3 separate regions of the Oryctolagus cuniculus genome follow, and regions 2 and 3 are each linked to region 1. Evidence: chromatin contacts called from public Micro-C data. All regions are on one chromosome and are shown on one strand. Each heading gives the region's core, a stretch centred on a gene start, on an enhancer-like site or on the middle of the called end of the contact. The rest is flanking DNA. Distances are from core to core; before and after follow the strand shown.

The links. Hi-C and Micro-C count contacts between places; a contact is called where the count stands out from the background.
Region 2: a Micro-C map of ear pinna shows a contact between it and region 1, with 9 times the contacts expected there. The contact joins the promoter of LPCAT4 here to the promoter of EMC4 in region 1. A contact is called at or near these places in 3 of 6 Hi-C or Micro-C datasets (ear pinna, skin fibroblasts and an unstated tissue).
Region 3: a contact with region 1 is called in a Micro-C map of ear pinna, with 4 times the contacts expected there. The contact joins the promoter of SLC12A6 here to the promoter of EMC4 in region 1. A contact is called at or near these places in 3 of 6 Hi-C or Micro-C datasets (ear pinna, embryonic fibroblasts and an unstated tissue).

What each region holds. Positions count from the first base shown.
Region 1 is chr12:55,783,336-55,787,177 of mOryCun1.1, reverse strand. It overlaps EMC4 (ER membrane protein complex subunit 4), which reads left to right and starts at 1,610. Exons shown (of 5, transcript XM_002718012.5): 1 at 1,610-2,291; 2 at 2,620-2,734. The coding sequence starts at 2,206. LOC127483703 (a long non-coding RNA gene) reads right to left here and starts at 2,080. Exons shown (of 2, transcript XR_007910206.2): 1 at 1,722-2,080; 2 at 1-1,012.
Region 2 is chr12:55,627,055-55,630,896 of mOryCun1.1, reverse strand. LPCAT4 (lysophosphatidylcholine acyltransferase 4) reads right to left here and starts at 1,960. Exons shown (of 14, transcript XM_017348160.3): 1 at 1,756-1,960; 2 at 425-567; 3 at 1-106. The coding sequence starts at 1,869. It overlaps LOC100355813 (olfactory receptor 4F15-like), which reads left to right and starts at 2,298. Exons shown (of 3, transcript XM_008269585.3): 1 at 2,298-2,394. The coding sequence starts at 2,298.
Region 3 is chr12:55,654,585-55,658,426 of mOryCun1.1, reverse strand. SLC12A6 (solute carrier family 12 member 6) reads right to left here and starts at 2,042. Exons shown (of 26, transcript XM_008269264.4): 1 at 1,266-2,042; 2 at 560-817. The coding sequence starts at 1,419.

The sequences.
Region 1 (3,842 bases), core at 361-2,860:
TACTTTCTTGTACTTTCTTTAATTAAAATCATCTTTGCTCAAAGGCACAAGTAAGGAAAGTTAAGTATGTCCATCATAATCAAGGTTTAATCCAGTGGGAGGCATACAAGGAGGCTCTCAAAAGCTAGTGGTTGCTAAAATTCTCGGTAAGTTCAAACTTTGTTATTGTGTTTGCTTATTTTACTCTTTAAATATTTTATTTTCACTTTATTTTGAAAGACAAGACAGAGAGATGAAGATAATCTTGTTATTTTGCAACAAGCTGCTTTAAGTTAGCAGTTCTCAATTCTCGCCCCACAGGACAACCACCCGGAGAACCATAAAAAACACTGGTGCGCAGACCCCACCCTTAGCAGATGGATCAGCATCTCTGGAGCTGCCCAGGCATCAGCATTTCAGAACGTGCTTGAGCTGATGCTCACGTGTGTTCAGAACAGAAACCACTATACTTCTAAGATTAGAATCACAATTATACTGTTTACATGTTTCTAACTACAAAAAATAGAACCTGCAGAATGCAGAGAACACGGGACAGCACAATTTAAAAAGATGATTCAGTGTCTCATGACTCTCATGTATCTTTTGTGCCATTTTTTCCTGAGTGTACTTGTATATGAATGGAATAACAATATGTAAAATGTTTTTTTCAAACGTATAATACATTTTAGAACTCACTCACTCTTAGAAATCACCTACAATCAGTCTCTTCTAGAGATGAAGAAATTAAGGTCAAAATGTTCCTAGATTATCTGGAATTAGAATTAGAATCCTGGGTTCTAGTCCCGGTTGCTCCTCTTTCAGTCCAGCTCTCTTCTGTGGCCTGGGATGGCAGTGGAGGATGGCCCAGGTCCTTGGTCCCTGGGAGACCAGGAGGAAGCACCTGGCTCCTGGCTTCGGATCAGCACAGCGCGCCAGCCGCAGTGCACCGGCTGTAGCGGCCATTGGAGGGTGAACAAATGGTAAAGGAAGACCTTTCTCTGTGTCTCTCTCTCTCTCTCACTGTCCACTCTGCCTGCCAAAAAAAAAAAAAAAAAAAAAAAAACTCGGTTTCCTAAGTTGATAGAAAAACTTATACTTATTTCCCTTTCCTTGAAAAAACAGTTTGTGCAAAAACCTAAATTTTCATAAGTTTAGTTTCAATTTGAATCCCATTTCTATAAAGGATCTATTATTTCTAACAATACTTTAATCTCCTGCCCTCGGGGATTTAGGTCAGGATATAGAGGAGTACGGGAGCTTCAGGAATTTCACAGAAAATTCTCATTATCCTGTAATTCAATTTTCCTATGAACTTTTAAAGCAGACACAATGCAATGTAAAAGTGCTATTTTGCAGAATATAGTAGACAAAATATGACAAACAGGATGTTCACATTGGTTATAAGAGCGGGCGGGAATCAATTTAAATATCCAATAGTGGGTTAAATTGTGAAAAGGTATAAAAGTTAGGTAATACAAAATCCAATCGCCAAGAATAACGATCTAAATTTTCAAATTCAACACATCATGCATGGGGTGGGTACCACGTAAGCTCACAATAAGCCGTAAAAATAGGCAGATCATCCACCTTTTACGGGTGAAGTTAAAGCACAACGTGTTCAAGCTGCGCAGGGTCACACAGTGAAAGCGGAGCCGAAGTGAGAGGCGGCCCTCTGACTCCAGTCCGCGGCTCCCAAACCCACCCCGCCACCCTGGCGTCGCGCAGAACGGGGCTCAAACTACCCAGCTCGAGGGTTGCTGTGAGAAGTCAGCGCAACTAAACAAAGCTCCGCGGGATACTCAACACTCGGTACTAAATCACGCGCTCGAGGGCAGTCGGCGGTGCAGCTGGGAGTTACACCGAGGATTTCCACCGCTTCTTCCCGGGAGCGAGACGATGAAGAATTCTCTTCTTGGCTTCGCTTCCTGAGACAGAGTCACTTAGGGACTTTGCTTCTGCTCTGTAAAGCGCACCTCAGGTCAGGGAACACAGAGCAAGCCTATTCAGAAAGGTGCAAGCTCCCAGGAGTCGCTTCGGAAGCTTTTAAAACTTGCCCCACTTTCTAATCCCCGAACGCGCTTAGGCCCGCAGCGGAAGTGACGTCATACACCGGCGCCGGAAGTGTTCTTGCAGAACGGGACCTTGAAGTTAGGGACGCTAGTGGGCCTGCGGCAGGCGTACGGTTTGGGGTGAGAAGTTTCCCGGCTTTAGTAAGCGGTCGTTGCTATGACAGCCCAAGGGAGCCTGGTCGCGAACCGAGGCCGGCGCTTCAAGTGGGCCATTGAGCTGAGCGGGCCTGGAGGAGGCAGCAGGTGAGCTATCTGGGGAAGCTCGACACCAGTCTTCTATCCCAGAGCAGTACGAGTGATGGGTCCTGGGCCCTGAGGCGCAAGCCTCTGAACAGGTTGAGTGGCGCACAACCCGGGGAGGTTGCAGCTTCTCTGCTATTGGAGGTGATGTGACCAAAGGATGCTTTTTTTCTGTCTTGTTAATAAGCCCGGGGCTGACGAACTCACCAGAAGGCTTGGTCGAATTTGTATCGATGCATCTGAGGGTCTCTCTTCGTGTGGTTGGTAGAACAGGAAATGGGGATATAAGCGTGGGAGGTTCAGGTTTAATTTTTTGGCTTGGGTTTTTTAGGGGCCGAAGTGACCGGAGTAGTGGTCAGGGAGACTCACTGTACCCAGTCGGTTACTTGGACAAGCAAGTGCCTGATACCAGTGTGCAGGAGACAGACCGGATCCTGGTGGAGAAGGTACAGAGGTATAAATGTTATTGTAGTCCTTGGGCCAGTTGATCCATCATCCTCTTCTGGGTAGCATTACTGTTATCCTGGATGTTTGTGAGCTAACCTGCTTGAGTTTATTACAGAAGTCTGCTTAGCAGCTCCAAAAGTGCTTAATAATTGGTAAAACTAAGAGACGTTTGGAGCATAAGTTCTAAGAAGGTAGGTTGCAAATGATCTGTGTGTACCAGCAGTTTCCATCTCCTCTCTTTTGCACTCCCCTTCCCTTGCACAGTTCAGTCCAATCTACCAGAACGTTGTTGGCTTCATCTCCAAACTAATCTTGGTCCTACTGCTTCTTCCTGCCTTCATCTGTCATCCTGATCTAAGCTACCATCCCTCACCCAGATGTCTGCAATACACTATATATATTCTTGAGATAGAGCTTATGTACAGTTAATAACATATACACAATTAAAGCGTGGTTTCTCAGCCTCGGCACTGTTGCCTGAATACTTGTGTGTGGTGGGGTATTGCACTGTAGGGTGCTGAGCAGCACCCCTGGCTACTACCCAGCAGATGCTAATAGTGCCCTTCCCTAGTTATGACAATCAAAACGATGTTTCCAACATTTCCTTCTCCTGGGAGGCAAATTGCCCTCAGTTGAGAACCATTATGCAATCTGACGACCGTTGACAGTGCTGTACCCCCATGAAACCATCACCACCTTGAAAGAGAAAATGTCTTCCTACAAAGATTCCTTGTGCCCTTATCTGCAGATTTTGGACTGGTCTTGCTTCTTCCATCTTACACCAGCACAGCAGTTTATGATCCTTTTTTAAACAAGTCAGATCATTCCTACTCAAAAACTCCCCTATGGCTCCCCATTCATTCAGCACCAAAGTCAATTTTTGTAATGTTCTGCGTAAGTCTGTATTGACCAAGCCCCTTAGAACCTATTTGACCTCATGTCCTACCTTTTTTCTCATCATTGATTCCATTGTAGTCACAATGGCCTCCTTGCTCTCCTTTAGAATGCCAGACAAGCTCCTGTCTTTTCCAGGCCTTCTTCGCTCTTCATGGAATGCTCTTCCCCAGCTACCATCCTGACTTGATCTCCTTTAGTTCTCTCAAGTGT
Region 2 (3,842 bases), core at 711-3,210, 160 kb after region 1:
GGCTTGAAGGCGAGAGGCCCGCTGGCCCCGAACACGAATCCGGAGGAAGCCCAGCAGGAAGAAGAGGAGGCGGCTCAGGCCCAGCACCCCGTTGTGGCACACGGTCCTGCCAGAGCAAGGTCAGATGTCTGAGGGGATGGCACTGGGACCTCTCTCCACCCCCAAGGTTCAGGAACCCAGGAAAGCAGGGTCTCCCTTTTGCCCTCAAATACTTTGGCCACGGGGCTGGAGTCTCTGGCCCCTTCGGGAAAGGTCAGGTAACATCCCTTAGAGATGGGGATCAGGGAACCTGGCCGGGGCTGGCTGCCTCATCTCACCAACCCAGGCTGGGCAGGTGCACTTCACAGCCCTCTCATCTTCTCACAGTGGGGGCAGCACGGACAGCAGGGAAACAAGAAAGGGGTCCATCCCTTCCCCCACTTACTTCCTCCATCCTGTGATTGGCTCCTGAAGCTGCTCCTCAGTGAGACCGGCTACTTGCAGCCAGGCAAAGGGCCAGAGGAGAAAGAGGACGATAAAGGCCAGAAGCACTCGGACGGGGGCCAGCAGTGCCCCCAGGAGGCAGAACTGCAGAGGGAGAGAATGCCACTGCAGAGCTGGGAGATGACGCTCCGCCACGGCCAGGGACCCCCTCCCACAGGGACAGACCCAGGAGCCACCACCCCTTGCAGGTGCCAAGTGGCGTGCCAACAGGAGAGGGGCTGGGACCCAAGGAGGGCAAGAGGGTGGAAGATGAAGAGCGCAGGGCCTCCTGTTCTCACATCTCGCAGCTGGTCCCCACCCCACCTATAAAACCGAAGGCACAAACCGCATCAAGTACTGGGCAGGGCTGCTAGGAACACTTAAAGAGAAAACCCGTGAGAGCGCCTAGCACTGTGCTTGCTATGGAGTCCGCTGGAGGCAGGGCCTCCTCCCCCAACTCCCTTTCCATAAATAGCTCCTATGTCCAACAGAAACCAGGTGCATGGTTCTTCCCACTTTGGGCTTGGGAGGCAGAGGGCTGGAGACATCGAAGGTGCGCTTTTCAGTGGGTCGGTCTCCAGTACTGCCCAGCAGCAATCCCCTGGCACTGGGGGGATGGCAAAGGGCTGGACCCTACCCAGGACTCAAGGGTTGCCAGGAGCCAAGGTAACTCCATAGGCTGCCCTGGGGAAAGAGGAGGTAAACAAACCTAGTCCCTGGAGCCCGCCTCAGGGGAGGCGATGACAGCAGACACCTTGAACGCTCCCTGCCCACACCACCTCCACTTCCTGTGGCCAACCCTGCCCCCAACGGGAGGTGCTGCAGTGCGGGGCCTGGAGGTGGGGGGAACGGGCAAAGGGGGTGATGGAAGGGCGCAGGGGCGCAGGCTCCGGGCCCGGAACCGTCCTCCCTCCAAGTCAGAGCCCCGGAGGAGCCGTGCGCACGCCCCCGCCCCCAACCTCGGCTTCCCGGAGCATCCGACCCCTTCCAAGCCTGTCAGCTCCGCAGGACGCAGACAGCGTTTCCCAGGCTCCTCCATCTCCTCTACTCCTGGGTCCCCTCCAGTCCTCCATCCCCACCTCCTCGATTCTTTCACACCTTCGAGGTGACCCATCGCGTCCCCTCCAAGGCTCCTGCCCACCCACCCCCGGCCGCCCCCACGTGCGCACCTCCCGACGCCTGCTGCGCAAGCCACGCAGCCCGGATCCCCGAGCCCATCTGCCGCAGGGCTCTACATGGGCCCTGTCTCCCTCTGGCCGCGAGGGCTCCCGAAGCCCCCTGCCCACGCCTCACCTTAACCCTCTGGAGGCGGGAGAGATGTAACTCGTGCACGAAGGGGTTGGGGGGCGCCGGGGGCCCCGGGGTGGCATCGACGGGGGCCCAGCCCCCCGGGCTTCCCTGGCTCATGGCGGGAGGAGGTGGGCGGGAGGGCGCCCCGGCCCCGGCCCCGGCCCCGGCCCCGGCCCCGGCCCCGGCCCCGCTCTGCAGCAGCCGCTGCTCCTGCGGCAGCGCCGGCGCTCTGGCCCGGGCCCCGCCTGGCGCCGGCCGCCGAGGGGCGGGGAGCAGGCGGCGCGGCCCGGCCCGCCCGCGTTGTCAGGGCGCCGGCCGGGGGCGGGGCTTCCAGCGCCTCCGAGCCGGGCGCGATGCTCGCAGCGCCTGCGGCCATTGTCCGCCGAGGCCGGGGCGCGACGCCGGCGCCGCGGCCCTGCGGTCGTTCCCCTCTGAACACCTGGCCGCCGCCCGCTAGCAGGCCTCGGGGCTCGGGGCGGGAGTGGGGCCCGAGGTGCGCGCGGCGCCGAGCGCGCCCTGGTCCTCGGCGGAGCGTCGGGAGGGGGATGGAGGTGCGGGTGCGCCCTCCGCCGGGGCTGGCCGCCGTAAGGGACCTTGGGGCCCGGCTCCTGAGCGGGCTCCCGAGCCCCGTCGCCGCTCCTGGTAGGCCGGCCACCTCTGCTTCCAGGTCTGGGCGACGCCGCCATGGCGCGCGGACTTGAGGCGCCGGCGCCCCCTGGCGGCCGTGTGGCGCCGCCTCCGCGTGCTGGCGCTGCGGGCCGCGGTCGGCGCGCTAACGCCCCGCGTGGCGCCAGGTGCGGGGAGAACGCAGTCCTGCCCGTCGCCCCCAGGGCCCAAACCACCCCAGAGAAGGCATTTCAGCGGCCTGGGTTATAAGGCCACAGTGAGATAAGGGACCGGGAAATCTGGGTGGACTTTGAGAGCCAGGAACCCAGTAAAAAAAAAAAAAAAAAAAAGACAAGTGCGACGGAAAAGGAATGCGAGTCGCATTGCCTTCAGCTTGTTAGGTAGAAAGGTAGGCATTAGCCCCGGCGTGTGAGAGGCTGAAGAACGCACACGGCGCGGGGCGGCGTGAGGAGATGGAGCCGGCTTTCGCGCTCCCCGGCACACCGCACACCGCGCTGGAAGCGTCTCCGCCCGTGCCGGGAGGAATTTCACAGGTTGCAGGCCCAGCCATATCCCAGAGGAAGAGGGCGGGAGCAGGAGAACCGTGGGCCCCCAGACCCCTAGGAAATGCAGTCTGAGTGCAGGCGGGGCTTCGGATTCTCTGCCGAGACGCCTTGCTTGGCCTGCCAGCTGTATTATTTCACTAAACTTGAGCAGCTTGCTTACTGCCAATGTCCACCTCCCCTCTGAGATTCTCTCAGGAAGACGAGGACCTCTGTTCCAGCTGTGTTGAGTTCCAGGCTCACCTTGCTTTATTTATTCTGCCCCAGTGATTGGCAGTTAGGGGAGCTGAAGGGCTGTGGCTCCACTGGCTTCTTGAAACCAGGTTCCAGGTGGATCTGCTTCTGGGACTACGCTGAAAGGTATGCAAACTCATGCATCCTTTTGAGACCAAGGAGCAGGATTGGGGTATTTTTGTTTGTAACATGGAGGTCCCCACACGAATCACACATGATTTCCAGATTCTAGCTTTTTTAAAACCAATTTCTTCAAATTTTTTAAAAATTTATTTTCATTTTGTTTGAAAGGCAGAGAGACAGGGACTCAGAGATTTTTTCCATTCATTGGTTTACTCTTAAAATGCCTGCCACATCCAGGGCTGAGCCAGTGTGGAACCCAATCCTGTTTAGCCATGTGGGTGACAGGGACTCAAGTACTTGAGCTGTTGTCAGTTACTTCCTAGTGATATGCGTAGGCAGGTAGGTGGTGAGGGACAAGGAGCCAAGGAATGCCAACACCCAAGCCTTGTGCACCATTCCAATCCCATGACCTTCTATACCAATTCAGTATGACTGAAGGCTTGGCACATCCACCCCCGCATCATTCAGCTAAACCTCACTTCGCATCAAACGGCAGAAACCATGACATCTTTCTGGCGATCCATCAGATGTGCCACAGCCCCACCCCAAACCCTGCTTCCTTTG
Region 3 (3,842 bases), core at 793-3,292, 130 kb after region 1:
AAGAAAGCAGGCGGTGGCGGTCCCACCATGGAAGGCTCTTTAGAATCCCTCCATCCGCCAGAACAGCACGTCCATCGATCGGACCTGAGCTAGCCAGAACCACTGTCTCTGGCAAAGTACCTATTTTCAAAAACCAATTTTGTAATGCACATCTAAAGTCTCTGAGGGAAAGTCACTTAATATACGATTAAGAAAATCCTACTCATTTTAACTGTCCTCAAAAACAGACTGAAAACTCCGAAGTCATGTAGGGAGCATCTGGCCAATCCGTTCATTTCTACAATTTGGGATTCTCTGTGCTGGAAAGCTACAAAACTCTTTGAGATTCACTCTTCACCAAGAGACTCATTTCAGTTTTAAGACAAAAATGAGGAAGTCAAAATACACACTTGCTGTCCTTCTTGCCACACACCTTCCCGTAAACCAAATTAATACTGCAGCCACCCGGTATTCTACAGGGTTCTAAGCACCTCAAGGAGCGGGGGCCTAACAGCCTCCCAGATGACCACCTGGATAAACAGTCCAGCGATGAGTCTCCTCCACCCGGACACCTACTCACCCTCGGTGCCATCCTGGGGGTTAGAGGTCCTGTCGCTGGCTGGATCCAGGGCGACCGTTGCCAGGGAAGTGGTGGCTCCCGACATCTCGCTCATGGGCTCGCTCCGGCTGGTTTCAGGCACGCTTTCCCGGGAGCTAAATCTTACTCTGGAGCTAGATCGAGAGCTGAGATCTGGGCTGGTATCTGACAACCCTGGAATGTCATCGATCTTGGTTGGTGTCACCATGAACCGAACTGAAGCCATCTTGGTGGTGGTTTCTGGAGGATGCATTTTTCTTTTTTCAAGAACAAAGAAAAAGGGACAAACCTCACAAAAAACTTTGCTCCTATGCTACTTTTGACTGCAGAAATAGAAAACTTTAAAACAAAGTCAACCTTCTGTCACCTCGGTTCACACCACACAAAGCCCCACACAAGAATCCTACTCGGAATTCAAGCTGACTGTCCTGAAAAGTGTACCCCCAACAGCTGAGGCATTTTCCCCCCTTTTTCTGAGGAAAAACCGAAACGATAGCAGCTTGGATGCTAGGAGGAAGAACGACCTAGCTGCCGCCCCCGGCCCGGGGCTGAGGGCGCAGGGCCATGGCCTCGCAGCGCTGCAGCGTCCTCGCCCTCCACCCCCAGGCTCCCTCCGGGGCAGCAGTCCGTGATCGGCGGAGCGTCCCACGGGTCTAGCCGAGCAGAGTGCGCACAGGCCCGCCCTTACCAGTGGATACAGCGCGGACCAGATTGCGAAAAGGTGTGCACCCGGCCACCTGTTGTGTATCAGGTGAACACCCCCCAGGGCTGGCTGGGAGGAGGAGCGTGCAGAGCCACCCGAGGTCGACAATCCACTCGGGTCTGGAGGGAGAGGTGCACATGCATAACGGGAAGAATAACCCACACTACTGGATGGAGAAGCGGGCGGCTGCCGGGCACGGCGGAGTCCTGCCTCCGGAGGCTGCGGGGGCGGCGCGCCCGCTCTTCCGGCAGGAGGCGGCTAGCGGGTCAAGACCCCTCCGACTGCAGCTCGGGGTCGTGGCGGGTCGCTGCGAGTCCACCGGCGCCCACGGCCGGCTCGCCGGGTCCTCCCGCGAGTGACAGGTGGGGAAGACGCCGTCTCCCCGCCCCCGGCCCGCCGCAGGTCTTCCTTCGGTCCCGGCAGAGGAGGAGCCCGCCAAGCACGCCGGCCCTGCCTGGGCAGGAGGGGCGGAGGTCGCAGGTGCGGGATGCCGGCGCCAGCTGATGCGGTGCGCGCGCAGCTGTTGTTTACGAGCCGGTAACTGTTTCTGAGCCGCGGCGCGCTCGGGATGCCGGGGAGCGGAGACGCCGGGGCGGCCGTTACGTGACCTCGCCGCCCCCCGCCCCGGGCCCGGCGGGCTCTGCCCGCGCCACCGCAGCCCTCCCCTTCCCTCCCCGCTCGTTCCTCATTCGAGGTCAGCCGTCCGAGGAGCCCCGCGGAACCGTGGGAGGGCGGCGCTGCCCCTCCGGCGCCCGCGGCCCCGCCCCGCCTCTGCGCCGGCGGGGAGCCCGCAGCGCGCCTGCGCCCGCCGGGGCCCGGGGGCGCGGGGCACGACGGGAACTGTAGTCCGCCTCGGAGCCGCGCTGCGGGCCGCCGCGGCGGGGTGGCGGTGCCCGACGCGCTCTGGAGGAACGCGGGAGAGCCGGCAGCGACCCTCACCCGCAGACCCTCAGGACCATTTCCCTAACAAGAGCGTCTTGGTAGACACCCATAACCTCTGTAAATACCACAAGCCCAGGTACGACCCTCATAGAAATCTGTGTAGCGGGTTAACCTAAAGCTTTGTGTGCTCGGTTACACATCTTCTGTCACACGTGCATTCTCCTTCCTCCTTGTCCTTTTAAGAATTGCTGTGCCCAGTTTCTAGTTATCCCAGATGCTCCGTTAAAGGAGTCGCCTTTAGGGGCCGTGGTTGCGGTGTGGTGGGTAAGCTAGCACCTGCAACACTGGCGTCCCGCCAGGTGCTGCATGGCGCCCCAGCTTCCGATCCAGCTCCCTGATGATGCCCCCGGGAAGGCGGTGGATGCCCCAAGTGCCTAGGCCCCTGCATCCGCCTAGAGGCTCAGGGCCTTGGGCTGGCCCAGCCCTGGCCGTGGCTGCCATCTGGGCAGTGAACCGGCAGATGGAAGATCTGTCTCTCCCTCTCCGTACCTGTGCCTTTCGAATAGATAAATCTTTAAAAAAAAAAATCGGCTTTAATTGTAAAAGCAATATATTGAACTATTTTCCCTTGGACATTTTTTTCTATAATTTACTGCATTAGAATATTTTTGTGTTTACTTAATGCATAAGTACAGGTGTTCAACAAATTTTTGTTCAAAGTTTTTTTTTTTTTTTTTTTTTAAAGACATTTATTTTGAAAGAGTTACACAGAGAGAGGGAGAGAGCTTCCATCTGCTGGTTCAACCCCCACATGGCCCCAAGGGAGCCAGGAGCTTCCTCCAGATCTTCCAAGTAGATGGCAGGGCCCATGCACTTGTGCCACCATCCTCTGCTTTTCCAGGCGCATTAGTAGGGAGCTGGGTCCGAAGTGGAGCAGCCAGGATACATCCATATGGGATGCTGGTGTTGCAGGTCCTGTTCATCAAAGTTTTCTGAAAATTTAGTTTCATCAAGACATCTAAATTTAACCATCCTGAGCCCTGAAAACTAGCTCCTTGCTTCTCACAAGTGGGAATGTTTAAGCAGAATCCCTAGCAATAGAACTGTATTTAAGACCCAAGCAAGGGGCTGGCGCTGTGGCGTAGCGGGTAAGGCCACCACCTGTAGTGCCGACATCCCATAAGGGTGACGGTTTGAGACCTGGCTGCTCTACTTCTGATCCAGCTCTATACTCTGGCCTGGGAAAGCAGTGGAGGATGGCCCAAGTCCTTGGGCCCCTGCACCCATGTGGGAGATCTGGAAGAAGCTCCTGGCTCCAGCTTCAGATTGGTGCAGCTCCAGCCGTTGTGGCCAACTGGGGAGAGAACCAGCGGATGGAGGACCTCTCTGCCTTTCTTTCTCTCTGTAACTCTTTCAAATAAATAAAAATAAATCTTTAAAAAAAAGTTCCAAGCCAAGAAATTCCCTTTTATCAATTGAGAAAGTGTGAAATCCAGTTGAAGAACCTAGTAACAAAATGAGAAACTCTCATATAAATGAAAATCTTTTCAAGCTTAACTTTTTATTTAAAGATTTAAAAAATTTTTTATTTGAAAGGATGAGAGAGAATGTTCCATCTGCTGGTTCACTTCCCAAATGGCAGCAATGGCCAGGGCTGGGCCAGGCAAATGCTCGGAGCCC